Regions from separate parts of the Mus musculus genome. Here region 1 is linked to region 2. A link is a contact called in public HiChIP or PLAC-seq data. All regions are on one chromosome and are shown on one strand. The core of a region is the stretch at or near the end of the contact, and the rest is flanking DNA. Distances in the headings are between cores, read along the strand shown.

Region 1 (5,197 bases), core at 324-2,823, 340 kb before region 2:
GTGTAAAAGCCACTGCCTTCTCTTGTCCTCTAATTGTTTAAACTGTTCTATTTATCTTTACAGCGATTGTTAGAACCCATTACATCCCACACTTACTGGTTTGTTTGTCTGTTTATTTGTTTGCCTTCCCTCAAAGGAATCTCAACATACCTGGCCCTGGGACTTTCCCTGCTATATCCAAGCATCTCACACAATGCCTGGCTTATAGAAAGGTTTGAGTGGATGAATTAATGAACAAATGGGTTCTACACTGGCACAGGCAGGAATGGGGATAAGAGAAACGTGTGCCCCAGCCCTTAGGTATCAGACCATTGGAATGCAGAGTCTTGACATGTCTCCGAGAGCCCCAGGCTGGGAGAAGGGAAAGGATGAAGTCCTGCGGCAGCAGGAGAGACTTGTCTTCTAGGAAGAGATCTCAGTCCGGCATCTTCCTGGACCACCTTGCAAGGGAGACTGGAGGAGCTGAGACAAGAGTGGGGGACCACAGCTTGACCAGGTGACCAGGTTACTCATGCCCTATCTCCTCTCCTATGCTTCTGTCAGGATCTCAGAGGGAGGTCTTGGACTTGGAGGTTCCTGGACTCCCTTGTTTTTCTTCCTGATGTGGTTACCTTAAATTAAATCTTCTTTTTCTGTTTTCATATTACAGAGCACTGGCTAAGACCAGCTTGCTGTTTTTCAGGCTTGGCTACAAGCACCCACACCCCTAACCACTGAGTCGTCCTACCAGTCCAGAAAATACATTCTTAAGATCTATCAACACAGAAAGAGTAACAAATGACAAAGGGGTGGTTGTCCTTTTTTTTTTCTTTAAAAAAAACAACAACAAAAAAAAAAACTTTATCCAAATAGCAAAGGAACACATAACAAGAAAGTTCTGGTTTCTATCTATAAGCGCCCAGCAAAACAGTAGCAGAAGGAGATCATGGACTGGATTGGGCTGTGGGTTTCCTTGCAAAAGGAGAAAAATTCCTCACAGGCGGATGGTAACTTCTTCAAACATCTCAATATTTACTTGGGTGTAGGAGCCACATAAGATGACGAAGTGAGTGGCCATAGAAAAATGCCTCGTGTCCTGTCCACTGTCAAAACTACTCTGGAGAAAGGACAAACTTGTAGGGAAATTGGCAAGTGTTCTTGTTAGTTTTAATCACCAGTGCTGTGTGCATTTTGGCTGTCAGAGTCTCATATCCAGCCACAGCTTTCCTAAATCCCACGGCACATTCCATCCTGCCTAGCCCAGGGCCTGGGCCCCATTCTCAGCAGGAGCTCCCTCCCACCAGACTCCTCTTGCTCCTTCGGTTAGAGCCTCAGCAGCGGGGCAGCGTGCTGTCTGTCTTTAATTGGCTGCAAGGAAGAAGGAGGTGGGGGGCTGGGGAAAAGAAAGGTTATGTAGTGTCCAAGTCTGTGCAGCTTGGGGTCCGCTAGGATGGCTGCTCTCCGGAAAGCTTCCAGAAAGTGCAGATTGGGGACTTAGAAGTGGGGCTTTTATAAACTGCACTTCTCCAACCCCCTGAAAGAAGGAGAGAGGGGGAGCTCACAGGCTGCGCTCTCTGAGAAGGCTGGATTTGGGGATGACTAATACAATTACCCCTTTGGAATTTAGCTTAAGAGATGAAAGAACTAGGCCAGAGGTAACAGTTAAAACTCCCACCCATCCTGCCCTTCCCTCTCCTGCTCAAGAGTTAGAAAAGGAACTGGGGATGGGGGGAGGAGGGGAGAGAGGGAAGGGGAAATGGAAATGGAAAGGGCACCTGCACTGCCAGTGGGTCGTCCTCTGATGTGATGTGGCCAGAGAGCATGATGGGGTGTGAGTTTCGATCCCCTGGATGTATACCTACGAGATGGATCGACTGACGCTGGATTGCAAGCATTTGGTTCCAGAGGAAAGCAAAGTCAGTGAATGGCAAGAAGAGAGGTCACTGCCCCTGGCTTGCTCAGGCCTAACAAGACTACTGAGAGAAGCCACCAAAATCTGCCCAAGCAGATGGCCCGTCCCTGGTGTGTCACGGTTTAGACTGTGCTGTGTTTCCTAGATTGTTAGACTCTGCTGTATTTCCGAGGCTGCATCCTCCCAAGGCCATTGGCCATGCACCTCATTAGAAGGCCAAGAGCAATGAATTTCATTCAAGCCTGTCCATCAGCCCATTCTGTGCCCCCTTTAACCTTCCTCAGCTGCATCCAAGAGTCCCTTCCAGGAAAATGACAGCTGGCTAGGGTCATGGAGGAGGCTGACCTGAACAACCCCCCACGCCCCCCAAATGGGACTTTTTCAGATCTTAGAGAGAAACCACCACAACCAAGAGAAGCCAAGGAGATGTAGCAACTAAACACAGCATGCTGGAACAGGGAGGGACCTGGGGCAGCAAAGGCTACGCTGGGAAAACAGGAAACCCAAAGAGATCGTGGGGAGAGTGTGGACTTTTATTAATAAAAATGTATTAGAACTGGGTCATTCATTGTGGCAAATGTAAAATGTCAACTAGAGGGGAAATTGGGCCGGCGTAGGGAAACTCAACAGTGCTTTCAGTTATTTCCTATCAATCTAAAAGATCCTGAAAGAAACCGTTTTAAAAAATGTGAAGTATTAATAGTGTAGATTAAAAAATGAAGACTTTTTTTCTGGGGAGGGCCACATTAAGGATGCTGTCACTGAAAAATGATATAGGTGCCAGCTAGATAGCTCAGTGGGTAGAAGTGTTTGCCACCAAGGCAGACGACCTTCGTCTGATCTCTGGGGCTCACACAAGCTTGCTCATGGTCTGAGTATGTAATCTCCCCACCCCCACCCCACCCCCTTACATATACACGAAGTAAATGTAATGTTTTGAGATTAAATTATATTTTATTTGTAAGAAGCAAGGTTGAGATGCTGTTTCAGTGATAATTTTCATTAATTCACTCACTGAACCATTCAACTGTGGGCGTTTGGTTTGTGTGTGCTTGGACCAGGGTTTTATGCTGAGAGTATGTGGGAGACAAAAGCTGCATCCTACAGGCAGGAAGCAGCTGGTGGCTGATGGCGAGCTGACTCACGAGCCCACAGTTGCCTTTGTTTTGTTTTGTTGTGCCAGGGAATGAAGCTGGGGCCTTGGACATGCTATGTACTAGGTAAACACTTGCTAAGTCACAAACCTATCCCACAAGCCTGACACAGTTACTGGGTGGGGGATGGGAGACATTAAACCCAGAGTGTAGTGATGACACAGAGGAGGAAACACCCTGCTACTGATTAATCAGTGCTGCACTGTGCAGTATCTTAAGTTGACAGTGTAAGGTTGAGAGTATAAACCTTGGAGTGGGACAATACTGATGATAAAAGTAACACAGAAGGGGCGGGGCGGAGCGCAGCCGCGCTAGCTAATTGAGCCTGAAGCAGCCGCGGGGATGGACGTGTTTCTTATGATCCCGCGCAAGACCACCATCTTTAAGAACATTAAGGAAGCTAGAGCACCCTGTTGGAACTGGAGCGCATCTCCTCGAGGGCATCCTCAAGCGGCCGCCAGAGGAGCAGCGACTTTACAAGGACGACCAGCTTCTTGATGATGGAAAAACTCCGAGTGTGGCTTCACTAGTTAGACAGCATGGCCACAGGCGCCAGCCACAGTGGACCTGGCCTTCCGAGCAGATGACACCTTCGAAGCTCCGCGCGTCAAGCCCTTCTCAGCCCTCCAGAGCTTCCAGATGTGATGAAGCCACAGGATTCTGGAGATGGTGCCAATGAGCGAGCTGTGCAGTGAGGGCCCCAGGTCCGCCCCTAGAGACCCATTCCCCCAATTAAAAAAAAAAAATTGGCTGTCTAAAAGAAATAAAAAGGGAACACAGTGCCAAGCTCAGGGTCAATTGGCTTCTAGTAGAATGAAGTCTTGTTGGGGAACAAGGACTACTGCATGCACGTGTGTCCATTGTTCTATCTAGTCTTCCCATACAGTCTAAGGAGCAGACACTGCCATCTTCTGCCGTTTTGGGGGTGAAGGTATGGGGATACTGACACTTTACTCATAGAAACCAGTTAACGTCAGGGCCAGGACAGAACCTAGCTCATCTCCAGAGTCTGTGCCTTGAACTTCTCTGAGTTCTCTGCCCTGAATGCCTCCTGAAGGTTGAGTATGAACCAGCAGGTGAAGTGGTCATAATAAGTCTTATTTGATAGGCTAGACCTCAGCAAATGTCCTTTCGATATAAGTTTGAGGTCAGAACTTGGTAAAATGAATTGATTAAGGGGCCCAGGAAAGGCAGCTCTAGTGCCTACACTACAGATTCTATACTGAACAGAGTTCAGTAGAAACCGTCTCACTGTATTTGGGTGTCTATGACAAAATACCCTAGGCTGGACACTTTCCTTCCACAGTTCTAGAGGCTGTGAGGTCCAAGAAGAGATTGCTGGTAGATCTGCCGTCTGTCGAGGGCTCTCTTTCTTTCTAGCTTTCTTCACATGGTGGAGAGCAGAGAGAAGAGGTGAGCCTTCTTAGATCTCTTCCTAGAAGGGCACGAATCCTTTTCCTGAAGGTTCCACTCTCATGATCCAAGTTCTTCTCAAAGTCCTCATGATACCATCATACCAGGAGTTAGGTTTCAACACATAAATGGGTACAGCACAAATATCTATAGCAGTCCATCTTTGCTTCCTCACCCCAAATTCATATCTTCTTTATGTAGAAAATACACTTTTATATCATCCCAGTGATTTCAGTATCACCTCTATAGTCTTATGTCTCATCTAAATATCATTTTAATCAGGCATATGGATAATATTTGTGATGCAATTCATTCTGAGAGACAAAATTCTTCTCTAACTGTGAACATGTCAAATCAAAGAAGTTGGTGTTTCTCAAACACCAGTGGTTGAATGGGTTGGCAAGACTTTATCACTCTGAAGGGGTCAACCCTAAATATTAAAAAAAAAAAAAAAAAAAAAAAAAAAGCTGATTAGTCCTAAGAAATTCAGACATGCCAGGCAAATCCTATGAAATTTTGGTTTTGGTTTGGTTTTCAAGACATGGTTTCTCTATGCAGCCTTGGCTGTCCTGGAACTCACTCTGTAGACCAGGCTGGCCTTGAACTCAGAGATCCATCCACCTGCCTTGGCCTCTTGAGTGCTGAGCACTGGAATTAAAAGGTGTGTGCCACCAAAGCCCAACAGATCCTGTGAAATGCAAATCCTATGAAAAGTTAAGGCTCTGGAAACATCCTCTTC
Region 2 (5,378 bases), core at 14-2,513:
GGACTAGAATCTCACCCTCTGCCTGCTTCTGAAGCAGAGGTCTTGCCCCTATATGCTGCTGAGTTCAATGAACAGAGGCTGCCCTGACTTCATGGTTTACAAGGTAAGATTTAGAAGGCCTGTGACGTCAAGATCTATAGACCAACTGTGATGAGAAGCAGTCGGGGCAGCCTTTGCAATGTGGGTGAGTTCTCTGCTGGTTTGTGGTAGTGGTTTCTCTTGGGCTCTTTGCACAGGGGCAGCACCAATGCCCTGTGCTATGGTCCACCAATGTGTTGGCTCTCTCTCTCCCTTGCATAGCAGGTCTGGGTTTGGAGTACAAAGTTGAAGGATGCTGTAAGAAGACACACAGGCATCCTTATCAGCCAATTCCCTGAAGAAATGGGACCCTGAAGAGACACCCAGAGCTATAACCCAGTAGCAGCAGACAATGGCCTCGGCACAGATTCAAGTCCCTACATCCCTCCCACGCAGCCTTAAACCGACATTCCCTGGGGAGAGTTACTAAGCGGGGGCCTTATGTGAATTGGATGTTTAGGACCGTGCCCTTTGCTATATTTAATAGGAATGGGAAAAAGGTCCTTTAGCAAGCAGCATGTCGAAGCAGATATTCCCACAACCCCCTAAGCTGCATGCATCAGAGCAGAGGAGAAGAGTAGCCTGCTGCATGCGGCAGGAAACTTGGGGAAACTTTGCTTGGATTCCTCTCCTTCTTCATACACAGATAGATAATAGATGGACAGACTGATAATTGTTTCCTGCAAATGGAATCCAGGAAAAGAGGTATCAAAGCTAAGGCTACTGAACACAGGAAGGCCAGGTATTAGGTTAAGTAATACAGGAGAGGATGGGGGGAGGGGGAGGGAGAAGGAGGAGGAACGGAGGCTGGGAAAATTGGTATGAAAAGAAGGAAATGGCAAAGAGAAAAAGGATGAAAAGGCAATTCTAATTTGAGGCACAAGGAAAGTAAAGAAGGCAGGCTAAAAGAGGGAGAGTTGAGGTGGTCTGAAAAAAGTGCAAAGCCCAGGGTCCTGAGAAACTTCCGCGAGAAAGGGGGCGCGGCGCTGCCCAGCCCATGTTTGGGCAGATTAATGGAGTCGTGGCGGCTCGGGCTCTTGAGTCCTGCCTTGGGAGGGACAGTATCTGTTTAGATTTGTGTCTAAATTTAAACCCCGATCCGGCCTCCCTCTCTGCTCCCCTCCACTCCCCTCCCCTCCTCCTGCGTCCCTCGGTCCCTCCCTCCCTCCTCCTCCTCCTTCCTCGTTCTCTGGCGCAGGGCCCCCAGCTGGGGCAGTCCCGCAGCCGAGTGCAGCCAGGCGCGCGCCGCCGCCCACTCGCCCTGTGCCCGCTACAGCCCCGAAAGTGACCCGGGCTGGGAGCCGAGGGGACAGCGGGGATCGTGGGCTCTTAACCCGAGAGAGCGGGCGTATCCGCAGCCGGAGGAAGACTACCTGGAGGACATGGAGGTAAAAGACCGGCGGGGACACGGGCCTGGGGGAGAGGGAGGTCAGAGCGCTCCTGCCCAGGTCGCCGTTCCTGCTCTCAGCAGGGAGCACGCAGCCGAAAGGTCGCGTAGGCCAAGTTGAGAAAGGCTGGTCCTTGCTCCTCGGAGACCCCTGTGGGCAGGCGTGGGCTTGTCAGGAAAGGACTTCAGGCGAAGGAGGGGCCTTTGTAGGGGTTCAGGTATTCTGACTGTGCACATACGTGCTTTGGGGGGGGGGTTTAGAAAATAAAACTTAGGTACAACTAAAGTCATAAACGGATAAAGGTGTGAACCAAGAACCCCAAAACAAAACTCCAGCAACCCTGACTCAGGCATTGAGAAACAGAGTTGGCAGTTGAAGCCGGGACTCTGCCCGCATGGCTTCCCGTTTTGATTGCAGTGTGGCTTTTCCGACCAGTTGTTCTCTTACTTCTGATGCCCCTTGTTTCTGTCACATCTTCTTTCAAAACTTTCTGAAAAGCTCCCTTGCCGCCGATCAGATAAACTTATTTCTGAGATATTAGAGGCTCTCCAAGATGCCCTGCCTCCTGAGGTTGTGTGCACCTTGGGGTGTGGTAGCCGTATCTGAGAGGTTTGCAGGGGCGAGTCCCAGACTTTCTCTGCGCTTCTCCAACCTCAGTGGAGAATACTGGCCACTACTTTCCATCCAGCTAGTTCATCTAGCTTCCTCCTCCAGGTCTATAGATTTCCAAAGAAATGTTTCCCTTCAAACCCAGACCAGCTGCAGGTGAACTCAGAGGCACAGCATTGGCAAAGCCCCAGGTTCAACTCCCAGGGTCACACACTCAAAGAAAGAAAAAGAAACTGTGACCTTTTATTGTATTCTAATCAATCTCAGTAGGACCTGGGATTTTCAAAGAGGAAAAAAGGAGATGAAAACCCACAGGCCTAAAGGTGATTCCTCCTCCCACTCAAAAGGAAAGAGCTCCTCCTTAGCCCAAGGTCTGCGGAGATCCCGGGCACAGAAGTTCAATCCCTTCCAGGCTTGAGTCCGCTCATCTCTTCTGAGCTTCACTGTCTGCTCTAAAAGAACAATAGCAAGGCTGCATATTTAGCTCAACCAGTTGTCCTAAAGTAGCAAGGTTGCATTTTGCATTCTGGGCACTTGGGAGTGCTGAGTACCTGGGGGGCTGGGGTCTGAGATGGACTCTCTGTAGCGACTTGTGCAAGTCAGGAAGCAGTTGATTAGGGTAGCTAGACCACAAAGCGTTCCAGATGGATCCCTACAGATGGTCAAGACCTTGCAAACTCAAAGCAATAGGATTCTCTGTGCTGACTACTGCTACAGGACAGAGGAGAGAAACAGAGGGGGGACCTGGGAGAGGTTCATAAAGAAACTGCTGTACTTACGAGCCCCCTCCTCGAGGAGGGCTCAGGGTACCTCTGGTGACAAGCCAGAAGCCAACAGAGCTGTAATGGACACAGGATGGAAGCCCAGCTGGACTTAAGCAAGGTGTTGCTTGAAGGCCCCCAATGCAAGCTCTAACTTTAATCTAGGGAAACACAGAAGGGGCTCCCTTCCCAGGCCCACTTCTTCCTCCCTCAGCTGAGGAAGAAACAGAGGGAGTCCAAGGCCCTGAAAGTATCAGCCCAGCAACTTCCTGTGTGGCTTGGTAGGCGGGAGGCACGAAAAGAGAAGGCCCTCCTGTCTACAAGCTGATATACACAGTAGCGGAAAAGGGTTGGATGGAGAGAGCCAAATTCCTATGTGCCAAAGGCTGGACCAGCACAGGGAAATTGCCTAGTCAACCAGAAGGCCAGACAGATCCGCTTACACCCATTCACCCTGAGGTGTGCCATGGCCTTGAGGGCCCACGGTGACTGTTTTTGAAGTTCCTTTCCAGAACCAGTCACAAAAGCCCAAACAAACAAGCGAAACACCACAACAGGTAGCAGCTGAGCTGTTGTTAAAGGAAGTAAAGAGGAAACAGAAGACAGAGGAGGCTACGAGATTCTCAGCTAGGAAGTGAAAGTCAGTGACAGGTGTAATACCTGCGCATGATTGGAGCTATGGGAGCCCTGAAATCGGCCTCCCATAGCTCCAATCTTACTTATTTATTTGAGAAGAAATGGAGTTGCCCCATGTCCCCATATTGAGCATTCAACCCAGGGCCGGTTAACCACATTCAGGCTCTACCCCACACTTGCCTACCGCAAATGTTAGGGAAATCTTCAAATCCCTGTGACCACTGTCTCGGCCACATTAATCACACCTCAGCCTTATAGGGACCTCCCTGGAATAAACAAAAGCAAGATGGCACTTGACCTGTGCCTTTCTAACACTCCCAATCCAATCGAGGAAATGAGACTCACACATCCTGTCCCTGTGTGCTTAATGAATGCTTCTGCAAGCGTGGCGTGTATAGGCCAGAGTAGATGCTGCTCAGAAGCCCTGAGAGAAAGGCAGTGACTGGGAAGAGAGATGTAGGGACAGGGAGAATACACTGGCTTCCTTCAGGGAGGCAGAATGGCTGATTGCAGGGGCAAATAGGGGGATCCCTAAAGGAAAAAAAGTGAAAGTAACAAGATAAAGTCGTGGAAGCAGTGAGGTTCCCCCAGAGAGGTAGCCACTGGGGGCCAAAATCTAAGCCCCCTAGAAGGCATTCCTTTTTCTCCTTCCCTAGCTGTGCTCCCAACTCCTACCTTCCTGTAATTTACCATTTTCAGACCTTGAAGGCGGTTCAAGAATGGCCCTGGATTCTGCCTCACAGACAGTAGGAAACCGAGAAGTCTGTATGAGGTAGCAACCATAGCACCACACATTGCATGTGCAAGGTGCTCAAGCGACAGAGCCCCTCAGAGGCTCTGGATGGGGTGTAGCCTGACTCCAAGAGAAGGAAAGAGAGTAAAGACCATGTGCTGGAGGGCAAGCAGAAATGCCTGCATTTGAGTTCACCAGGGTGCCCAGAAGAGAGGACAGGGTGCTTACATAGCAGGTGTGAAGTCCTGGGTTTGATCCCTAGCAGAGGGACAGAAGGAGGTGGGGGAGAGGAAGAAGAAAGGAGAGGAGGAGGGAGGGAGAGGATATATCTCACTGTCTTACTGGTGGATGGGTCTCCATAAACCAACAAAGAGCCTATCACAGAAACCCAAGCTTCCTGATACAATTTGCCTAATAAATTAATAGAAACTCTGCCTTCCCAGAGGCCCTCGGCCTCTACAGAGTACCTAACTAGTCCCACCAGGGCAGGCTCTTGGGCTTCCAGTAAGGAGGAAGGGACCATACTTTACATATCTAGGGCCTCATGAGCACCAACTAAGACATGCTGATTGGGTGAATATGTTATTGGAGACGAGAGACATTATTAGACTTTTAAGAGAGAGAGAGAGGAGAAAAAAGAAAGAAAGGAAAAAGCGGGCTTTAGTGTGTTTCTTTGCTGGTTTGTTCTGAACAGCATTTCAGCACTGTGAGACAGGCAGACCTCCTTGGCTACGAAGTCATTGTCTCTAGAAACAATAGTGGTAAAGTTGTTGGAGATAGGAAGCCAGGGAAAACAGCTTTCTGGCCTTTGAGGGCACCTGCATGAATGTGTGCATACACATAAGTAATGTTTTCAAAAAAAACAAAACGATCTGAGAGTAGTGGTGTACACCTTCAATCCCAGCACTGGAGAGGCAGATGCAGGTGGATCTCTGTGGGTTCAAGGTAAACCTGGTCTACAGAACCAGTTCCAGACCAGCCAGGGCTACACAGTGAGACAAACCCTTTCTCAAAGGGGGTGGGGTGTGTGTAATCAAGCTGGGTGTATTAGCCCATCTTTTAATTGCAACACATGAGAGCTAGAAGCAGCAGAGCCAAGTTAAAGATTATCTTTAGTCAGGCGTGGTGGCGCACACCTTTAATCCCAGCACTCCAGAGGCAGAGGCAGGGGGA

What was found. HiChIP or PLAC-seq counts read pairs in DNA pulled down with a chosen protein or histone mark.
Region 1: an H3K4me3 HiChIP or PLAC-seq map of the SCID.adh cell line shows a contact between it and region 2, with 13 read pairs. The contact joins the enhancer-like site here to the promoter of Rcsd1 in region 2. A contact is called at or near these places in 3 of 115 datasets of contacts at active chromatin or transcription factors (the SCID.adh cell line, double positive thymocytes and embryonic stem cells) and 2 of 9 other capture datasets (embryonic tail and pancreatic islet).

The regions. Positions count from the first base shown.
Region 1 is chr1:166,041,882-166,047,078 of GRCm38.p6, reverse strand. It overlaps Gm33224 (a long non-coding RNA gene), which reads left to right. Exons shown (of 3, transcript XR_865710.2): 2 at 1-212; 3 at 294-1,627. It also overlaps the pseudogene Gm7626. Among named protein-coding and RNA genes, the nearest start is that of Gm33224, 4.6 kb to the left of the region's middle. Within about 2 kb of position 1,573, at least 90 of the 459 cell types and tissues checked have an H3K27ac peak or open chromatin away from gene starts, as enhancers often do. A contact at or near this core is called in the SCID.adh cell line, where this site is marked.
Region 2 is chr1:165,703,979-165,709,356 of GRCm38.p6, reverse strand. Rcsd1 (RCSD domain containing 1) reads left to right here and starts at 1,263. Exons shown (of 7, transcript NM_178593.3): 1 at 1,263-1,466. The coding sequence starts at 1,461.